Linked DNA regions of Arachis hypogaea: region 1 is linked to region 2. The links are chromatin contacts, called in public Hi-C maps. All regions are on one chromosome and are shown on one strand. Each heading gives the region's core, a stretch centred on a gene start, on an enhancer-like site or on the middle of the called end of the contact. The rest is flanking DNA. Distances are from core to core; before and after follow the strand shown. Region 1 holds the start of LOC140182847. Region 2 has its middle 13 kb from the start of LOC112785573.

Region 1 (4,298 bases), core at 19-2,518, 140 kb before region 2:
ATTTATCTTCTTAATTATTCTTTTAATACTTAGATGAATAAAAGTTAAAAAATATAAAACTATTTAAAAATTAGGAGAATAATTAAAAAGATGAGTTAGAATTTCTAATAATTTTTATATAAATTAAATAATAAAAAATTAAATTAAAAAAGACTAACAAAACATAAATTAAATAAATATTTTCTGCACCTCGTATAGGTATATACTCTAGTTTGTATTATAACAAATACCAGTCAATATTTTTGATAATGTTTTGAAAGACTAACTTGACTTGTGTTAATGAACTAATTTGATTCATATATGTTATAATACAGAAACACTAAAATGGCTTGCTTACCCGTATATTTCTTAGATCATATTGAGTCTTAACCAACGAAATCAGCACACTTAGAATGTGTTTGATAAAGTTTATTGGAGGTGTTTGAACCTTTTTAAGAACATAAGTTAATGTTTTGTATTTGGTAAAATTAAATAAACATTTATGTGCATGTATTTTTAGTTTTTAAGAGTTGACAATATTTTTTAAAGTATCTATAAAAATATTTTTTAAAATTAATTTGTATTTTTTTAAGCTAAAATAAAAAATTTAATATAAACCTTTATATATAGAGTTTTCTTACTTCTTTTATTTTTGTTTACTAAAATTATTTTAAATTTTAAAAATAATTTTATCAAATACTTATTATAGCTTTTTTTAACTAATGATATCTTTTAGGTTGATTGGTTGAGAATTAATTGACTGCAAATCTAAACTATATTTATGAGTTTAATTTGATGTTTATTAATAAATTATTATATACACAAAAATGAGATTACACAATTATTATAGTCTATACTTATTAAAACTACTTTTATTTTGTTTTACTAAAAAGTAATAACTATTGTAAATTTGGAAAAGATCTATAAAAATTACAAAAGACAAATGATTTTTAAAGGACTTTGTTAAAATTCTAACTTTTTATTTAATAAATAACTAATTAATAATAAAAATTCATATATAATTTATTATATTTGACTAAATGATGGTCTAATAATTTTTAATTTTCGAGTTCATACCAAACAAGTATAGGTAGGTACTTTTTACTTTCTACCAATCAATAAATCAGTGGAGCAGGGAAAAAAAAAGGTAAAGTGTTTGACTAATTATTTAGGAACAGAAAAAGTTTTAGATTCCAATATTTTCTTTTGCAGAAAACAAAAAAAGCCACCACTATATTACCAATTTCACCAATGCCTCATTGTCATCAATGCTTTTTATCCCTTCTAAACTAGTATTTGTTGTATATAGAAGAAGTGAAAAAGAACAAACAACAGCGTGTATTTTGGGATGTTTCTCGGTGAATGCGGTGATAGAGGTTCCATTCAAACTCTGTTGTGATTTGCGAACTTTCTCGTAACAGAGATGGGTTGGGTGATGTTCAAAAATCACAAGAAGAGAAATAACGAACCTTTGCGGCTCTGCAAGGAACGAAAGAGGCTCATAAACTCAGCCATTGATTCAAGATACGCTCTCTCTGCTTCGCACCTTTCTTACATTCACTCTCTTCAAAACATTGGCGTTGTTCTTCGCCGTTACGCTCAGGCACAGTTACTAGACTCGCCACCTTCGGGTTCGGTTTCTGTTTCTGAATCAAATTACCCTTCTTCTTCTTCGTCACCATCACGTGCTCATGATGAAGATGGAAGTCACGTGGGTTACCCAACGAGGTCACGTGACAATGAAGATGTTGGTCTCACTGTTAGCATAAATAAAAATTGCAGTTACGGCAGTTACTTGGATCGTGAATTTTCGGTACCTTCACTTTCTACTACTGAGAATGGTGCTGCTTCTTCTTCGGATTTCTTTAATCCTTTAAGGTTTGAGTTTAAAATGCACAAATACTTTGGTATTTACTCGTGTTGTGTTTACGTGTATGATCTATCTTAAATTTTAAATTTGTGACTATTTTTCCATGAACCGATCCTATCTATCAAATTATATTGCGTCGTGCTGTATTCAATAAACTAGTGTTTATTTTTCCGAAAATTTTGATATTTTTTTTCAAAAAATTATATGTGTCACAAATTTAGTTATCCTCGAGATGAATTAAATAATATATATATTTCAAAAATATTATATGTATATAAATAATCACACCAGATCAGTTATTATAGATTTATATATAAATATTTAAGTTATTTAATTTATTTTTAGTATATATTTTATATAAGTGATTGATTTGATATCATTTTGTTTTTGTCTATTTAGTATGATTTTTTTTCCCAAAAAAAAAAATATTGTATGCACGGATCATACTGTATTATTATATCGTATTCAATACTGAGTACGTATATTAATGTAACCTACTTTTAAATTTGTGATTTTCCTTTCCATAAAATTGTATTCAGCATCATAATTAGTATTTGTATCTGTGTAACATAGACTCGAGTGCAAGCATGGAGAAGGAGAGGATTTCCTAAACTCCGTGGATAATGAAAAGGATATTAACAGAGGAAATGGGTGCAGGGGTTCATCAGTAAATTGCTATGACCAATTATCATTTGTTTTAAGAGTAGTTGAAGGTTTGAAGATGGAGTTACCAAGCAATGTGGAAAATGTGCACACTGAAAGAGAAGATCCTTCTCAGTTCATCACACATAGAGCTAAAGATTTTGTTACTAGCATGAAGGAAATTGAGCATAGATTCTTTCGTGCTTTTGAATCTGGTAGAGAGGTTTCTAGGCTTCTAGAAGCTAACAAAATCATGGTTGGATATTCTGAATCCAAAGGTAATTTGCTACTTAATTTGAGTTACATGTTTAATGTCACATTGCAGAATTTTGTTGGTTAGTTGGAAATATTTTGAGCCTAATTATGAATCTAAGTGCTGATATTCAAATTGTTTAGGGAAGCCTTCTGCAACGGCATTGCTAAGAGCTTTTCGTTCTGTTTTCCATGGCGGAAAAGTGAAACCTCTTTCTAAAGGTAAGTTCTTCTTTCATTTCTGGGAACTGTGAAGTGAAACTGATTACAACGGTGCTAGTTAATATATGGATGGTTTAGTTTTCAGAAAAATTCTTTTATAGATATAAGTGTAACATTTTATGTTTCAGCAGAGTCACCAAATTTGGTGGGATCAGTAAAATAGTAAATGTATTTTTGAATAGGTGATTACTTTGATACAGAGTAAGATTATACAGAGATACAGAGTTATAGCCTCTTTCTTTATATCTATACATTCTTACTTTTTACTCTGCATCGGAGTCATCACCTTTGAATAAAGTTAGTCAAATTATTTATTGTCAATATGACTAGAAATGATGTTGAAATGCAAGAACACGTTTGGTTTTTCTATTTTTCTATGCTGAGTCGGTTTGAATCTATGAACTCGGAAATTAGTTTTCATACATCTGACAATACATCATGAACGAAATGCCACTGTATCAAGCAAGACAAGGCCAAAATGTCAAAATATTAAGCATATATAACAAATTATCTACATTCATTTTAATTTGACTCAACAAACTTTGTATAGACAAATCAATTTAAGGATGTACTAGAGTGAATATGTCACATAAAAAAAAAAAATAAAAATAAACAGGGGGAGTATAATTGATTTCAATTTGATCAACAATTTTTTAACTGTATGAAATTTGTGTCTGCATAAATTGTAGATAATCTTATGGCTTAAGCTACAATGATGTCACTTTATTCCTTTATTTCATTTCCTTGATGCCACTTTGAGCTCTGATTCTTGAAAGATGAGTATGCAGGAGAAGAAAATTCTTGTTAGGTGCAAATTACTTTTTGACACACTTACATAAAAGTGGAGGCCAATTTTATGTATCTTTTGTTTGATATCTAAATTTTATCTAAATTACTTTTTATAATAACTTCAAAATATTTAAAATTTTTTAACTTTTACATTTTTAAATTTAAAATTAATTATTTAACATATTTTATCAATTAAGCAATATTTTTAGACAACATAATAAACACCAAAAGTTGATCAACAAAACAAATCTTGGTTAAAAATAGTGGGACCCACTTTCAATGTGAATGTGTCTAAAGGTAATATGATAAATTTGTGTCTGTATAAAAACAGAAGTTAAACCTCAAATAATACATAACATTCACGAATTGCACTGATTTAATCATTGACTTAACAATTGTATCATTTACGTCTCTGAAATTGTAAAAAATGTATCTAGTTCACCTCATTTCTGGCCTTTAATCTTGCTGCCGGCAGTGATGCGGCAAATAAGTACCATGTTGGAGCTTGCTTGCCTCTGTCGCTCTTGGGCCCTAATCCCATCGG
Region 2 (4,234 bases), core at 515-3,014:
TAAGACTAAAAACCCTAAAATCTAGAGAGAGGAGAGAGTCTCTCTCTCGAGAAACCTACATCTCAAACCTAAAGTGTGAATGAATGATCCTTCCCCGATTCGTCCCACTCTATAGCCTTTAATCTTCATTTTCGGGTTTGAAACTAGGCCAAAAACAGCCTAGAAATTGCTCCCAGCGTTTTCTCATAACTGAGACATGTGACACTTGTCACGCATATGCGTCATCCACGCGTATGCGTCGCTGAACGAATTCCTAATCACACGTACGCGTCATCCACGTGTATGCGTCGTTTGTCTGTTGCACCAGTCACGCGTACGCGTTGCTACCAGCTTCTGAAATTCTCAATTTCTTGTGTTCCTTCCACTTTTGCATGTTTCCTTTCCATCCTCTAAGCCATTCCTGCCTTATAAACCCTGAAAACACTTAACAAACATATCACGACGTCGAATGGTAATAAGAAATGATTAAAAATTAGCAATTTTAAAGCCTAAGAAGCATGTTTTTAATCATAGCACAAAATTAGGAAGGAAACTTAAAAACATGCAATTTACATGAATAAGTGTGAGAATAGTTGACAAAATCCACTCAATTCAGTACAAAATAAACCATAAAATAGTGGCTCATCACTGGTCTACCCATTTTCTCCGTCGGGTAAGTCAGTCTTGTAGTTTCTGAATTTCTGAATTAGAGTAATTAGGTTCTGAGTTTTGAATTTTCTGATTCTGATTTCTAATTAGGGTTGATTTGATTCTGAATTTCTGATTTAGTATAATTTAGTTCTGAGTTCTGAATTTTCTGATTCTGATTTCTAATTAGGGTTGATTTGATTCTGATTTCTAGTTAGGGTTGATTTGATTCTGAATTAGGGTAATTAGGTTCTGAGTTCTAAATTTTCTGATTCTGAATTTCTGAAATAGGATAATTAGGTTCTGATTTTTGAGTTAGGTACTTAGATTAATGAGATTCTGATTCTGAATTTTTTATTTTTAATTTATAATTTATATTTCTGAGTTAGATTAATGAGATTCTGATTCTGAATTTTTTTTTTAGTTATAATTTATATTTTTGAGTTAGGTTAATAAAATTTCGATTCTAAATTTTTTATTTTTAGTTATAATTTATATTTTTGAATTAGGTTAATGAGATTCTGATTTTGAATTTTTGATTCATGATTTATATTTTGGATTAATGTGATTTTGATTCATGATTTATATTTCAGGATTTATAGAATGTCTTCTTTAGATGCATTGAGTAATACTTTTGAGAAGAGTACTTCATCGGAAGAACCTATAAGCACTAATATTCAAACTACACAAGAGGCTCTTCAATCTCAACTTCAAGAACTCCCAATGGATATGGTTGGTTGTTTATGTAATATTTGGTTGTTTAGGGATATGTTTGGATGTTTATATTTGTTGTTATTGCTATTTAAGTCTTTAAAGACTATGAATATTATGTTTTATAATGACAATTGAAGATTATCTTTAATTTTCTCTAATTTTTTTTTATTTTTTTCAATTTTTATTAATTTTTACAAAAATTCAGAATATCCGCTGGGTTGGGTCTCCGATAAATACGAGGTCTCCATTATCTGTTAAGGGGACGGGGCAGAGACGAAAACAGATATTAAAAGTGGGAGACGGAGGGCGAGGTACGAGAGACATGTCTCCACCCCGATGGGACCTGTTGCCATCCCTATACTGTGCACACGTCATAAAACTCTCTCCTCCTCTATACTCCAAAGCCACATTCTTGAAGAAATAGTTCAAGTTAAATGCTGTGTTAGTTTTGTTTTTACCCAAAATCCAATCCAACCCCCTTTTATTGTCCACAGTACTTCGAACAAAAACTGTGTCACCACTTGCATACCTTTTATTAATGCGTGATCCAAATCAATAATTTTAAGCAGACAAAAAAAATTAAATTTATATCTTATTTAATATTTATTAATTCTAACAATAATTAAGTTGTTTGGATTAATTTTTTTTATTATTAAATATTTTCGAATAGAAGTATCCTTGACCATTTCATCCATGAAGCATTGGGCAGCTCATCAATTGTTGTCAAATAACCACCAATTACATACACTTTACATTCAGGTGTGAACATAACACATTGCCACTACATCCACCTTCTACTATTCTCACCAACATAATATACTCTCACTTTTCTTTTCTTTTTATTATTGTTCTCACAACATGACCACTGCCTTTGTTTTCTCCCATAGCAACTATCAACCTGCACCATCTTATTTTCAAAGATGATCAAATTCCTATTTTTTCAAACATCTTAAATTACCACCCAAAAAAAAAAATCACCCACTTATGTTTCTTCCAGTTTATTAATCTCTTGATTCAACCAGCATTCAAATTAAATTTTCACTTCTTGAATCTCACTCATTTCACATTTCTCCAATTTAGAACCAACATATAGAGCATAGGTGTGGACTCTTTGCCTAATGATATTATCATAGTTTTGAAAATCGAAACATACTGGCCAGTTCAACTGGATTAATCAAAAATCAATCACTTAATTGGTCCAGTTAAGTCTATAAACCATCTAACAAAAAATCGGTCAAATTGATAGTTAACCGGTAAATTAATAGAATCGTTCGGTTTTTTAGAGAGTTTCCCGTTCGAAAACAAACCTTCCAGATGGCGTCGTTTTGTTCTTTTTTTTAAAGAGAAAAAAGGGCTAAACGAACCCTAAAAATTAAGCTAGAAAATTTAAATTATGAAATTTTAAATTTTATTAAGTTAAAAATTATTAAATTTATATATTTAAAATTATATATAATTTTTTTAATAATTTTATTTAATATTTAATAAAACTGATTAAACTCAGTTGAACTCCGATCGAACCAATAAATCATTAAACCAATAATTTCACCAGTTTATTGATCGGTGGGGTCGGTCCATGGATTTTCTTTCCTTTTGCCGCATTTCGTTCAAAGAGTTGAGGGAGATAGTGCATCAAGCTGTTCGTAAGGGCCAACTTGATCCTCTTCCCCAGGATCCCAGATGAGGAAACCCTAGGAGAGCCGCCGCTCTTGCAATCTTGAATATTACATAATGCCACAATTTACACGCTGATCAAAGATCATGCTACCATAGCAAATTTAGTAAAAGTATTAGCGATGACAGTTGGTTCAGTTTATGAAAATATTTTTGTTAAAACAAAAAATAAAATTTGATTAAGATTGAAATCTTCTCTTGTTTCTTTATTGTCATTTTATGCTCTTTTATTTTTCCATTATAATTTTAAAATTTAATACTCAAAAAGTTTTTTTTTTTAAATTAAAAGTAAAATCCTAATTTCTCAATTTTTTTTATTAGTTATCTCGTTAGTCTTTCACTTTATAACAAAAAAACATACTCGTAAGACAATTAATTAATAAATAACTTCCTTCACAGTCTTTTTAATTAAAGTAATCTGTGAATAGCAATGTCTGCATTAGCATTAATTGCTACAACTATAAATGGAGAGTAGGTGTGTTGATTTTTATATCTCCTTTTATGATAGATAAATGGTAATTAACATATATAAATTCAATGTTAGGGTTGCATTTGTTTTCGAGAACAAGATAAGACAAGACATTGATAATAGGATAGGATAAGATATTGATGGACAGAAATATAAAATTTTGTATTTTTGTATTTTATTTGATGATAAATTAGAATAAATTATAAAAATTCAATTTATTTTCATATTTTTATTTAAAAAATTTGAGATGAAAAATATAATAATAAAAAATTAATAAAAATAATAAAAATAATAAAATAAAAAATAAGTTATGTCTCTTGTTAGTGTCTTTGTGTCCTTCCTGTGAGAATAAACACAAAATATACTAATTCAGTATCCTTAGACATATTATTTTTGTTTATATCTTTTTTGTTAAACATAATTTTTTGTCTCTGTGTCCCTGTCTCAATATCCTGTTTCTGTAAACAAACGCCGCGTAAAAGATTGTGATAAACAGGATAGAAGGGCTAGTTGTCAGAAATGATAGTTAAAAGTTGGATGGTCTTTTTCTAATAGTAAAAAGATCCATTATTTTTTTTTTCTAAAATTGACAGAAACTAAAATGAAATTTTATTCTAAGATTAATAATATAAAACTCTTTGCATCGTCATTCAAATTTTTTACAGTCATATATTGTTATATTTTTCAAATTTCAAAAGTATTAAGTATTATATATATAATATAAATGAAATTAATAAAAATTAATATATA

Evidence for each region. A called contact is a pair of places that touch in the nucleus more often than the background predicts.
Region 1: a contact with region 2 is called in a Hi-C map of leaf, with 2.8 times the contacts expected there. The contact joins the promoter of LOC140182847 here to the enhancer-like site in region 2. A contact is called at or near these places in 2 of 8 Hi-C or Micro-C datasets (both in leaf).

The regions. Positions count from the first base shown.
Region 1 is chr20:21,138,796-21,143,093 of arahy.Tifrunner.gnm2.J5K5, reverse strand. It overlaps LOC140182847, which reads left to right and starts at 1,268. Exons shown (of 3, transcript XM_072230364.1): 1 at 1,268-1,857; 2 at 2,423-2,769; 3 at 2,888-3,703. The coding sequence starts at 1,403. The coding sequence ends at 2,997. LOC112786697 (protein ALTERED PHOSPHATE STARVATION RESPONSE 1) reads left to right here and starts at 4,123. Exons shown (of 4, transcript XM_072230362.1): 1 at 4,123-4,298.
Region 2 is chr20:20,997,026-21,001,259 of arahy.Tifrunner.gnm2.J5K5, reverse strand. No RefSeq gene overlaps it. Among protein-coding and RNA genes, the nearest start is that of LOC112785573, 13 kb to the left of the region's middle. Within about 2 kb of position 1,764, at least 2 of the 3 cell types and tissues checked have open chromatin away from gene starts, as enhancers often do.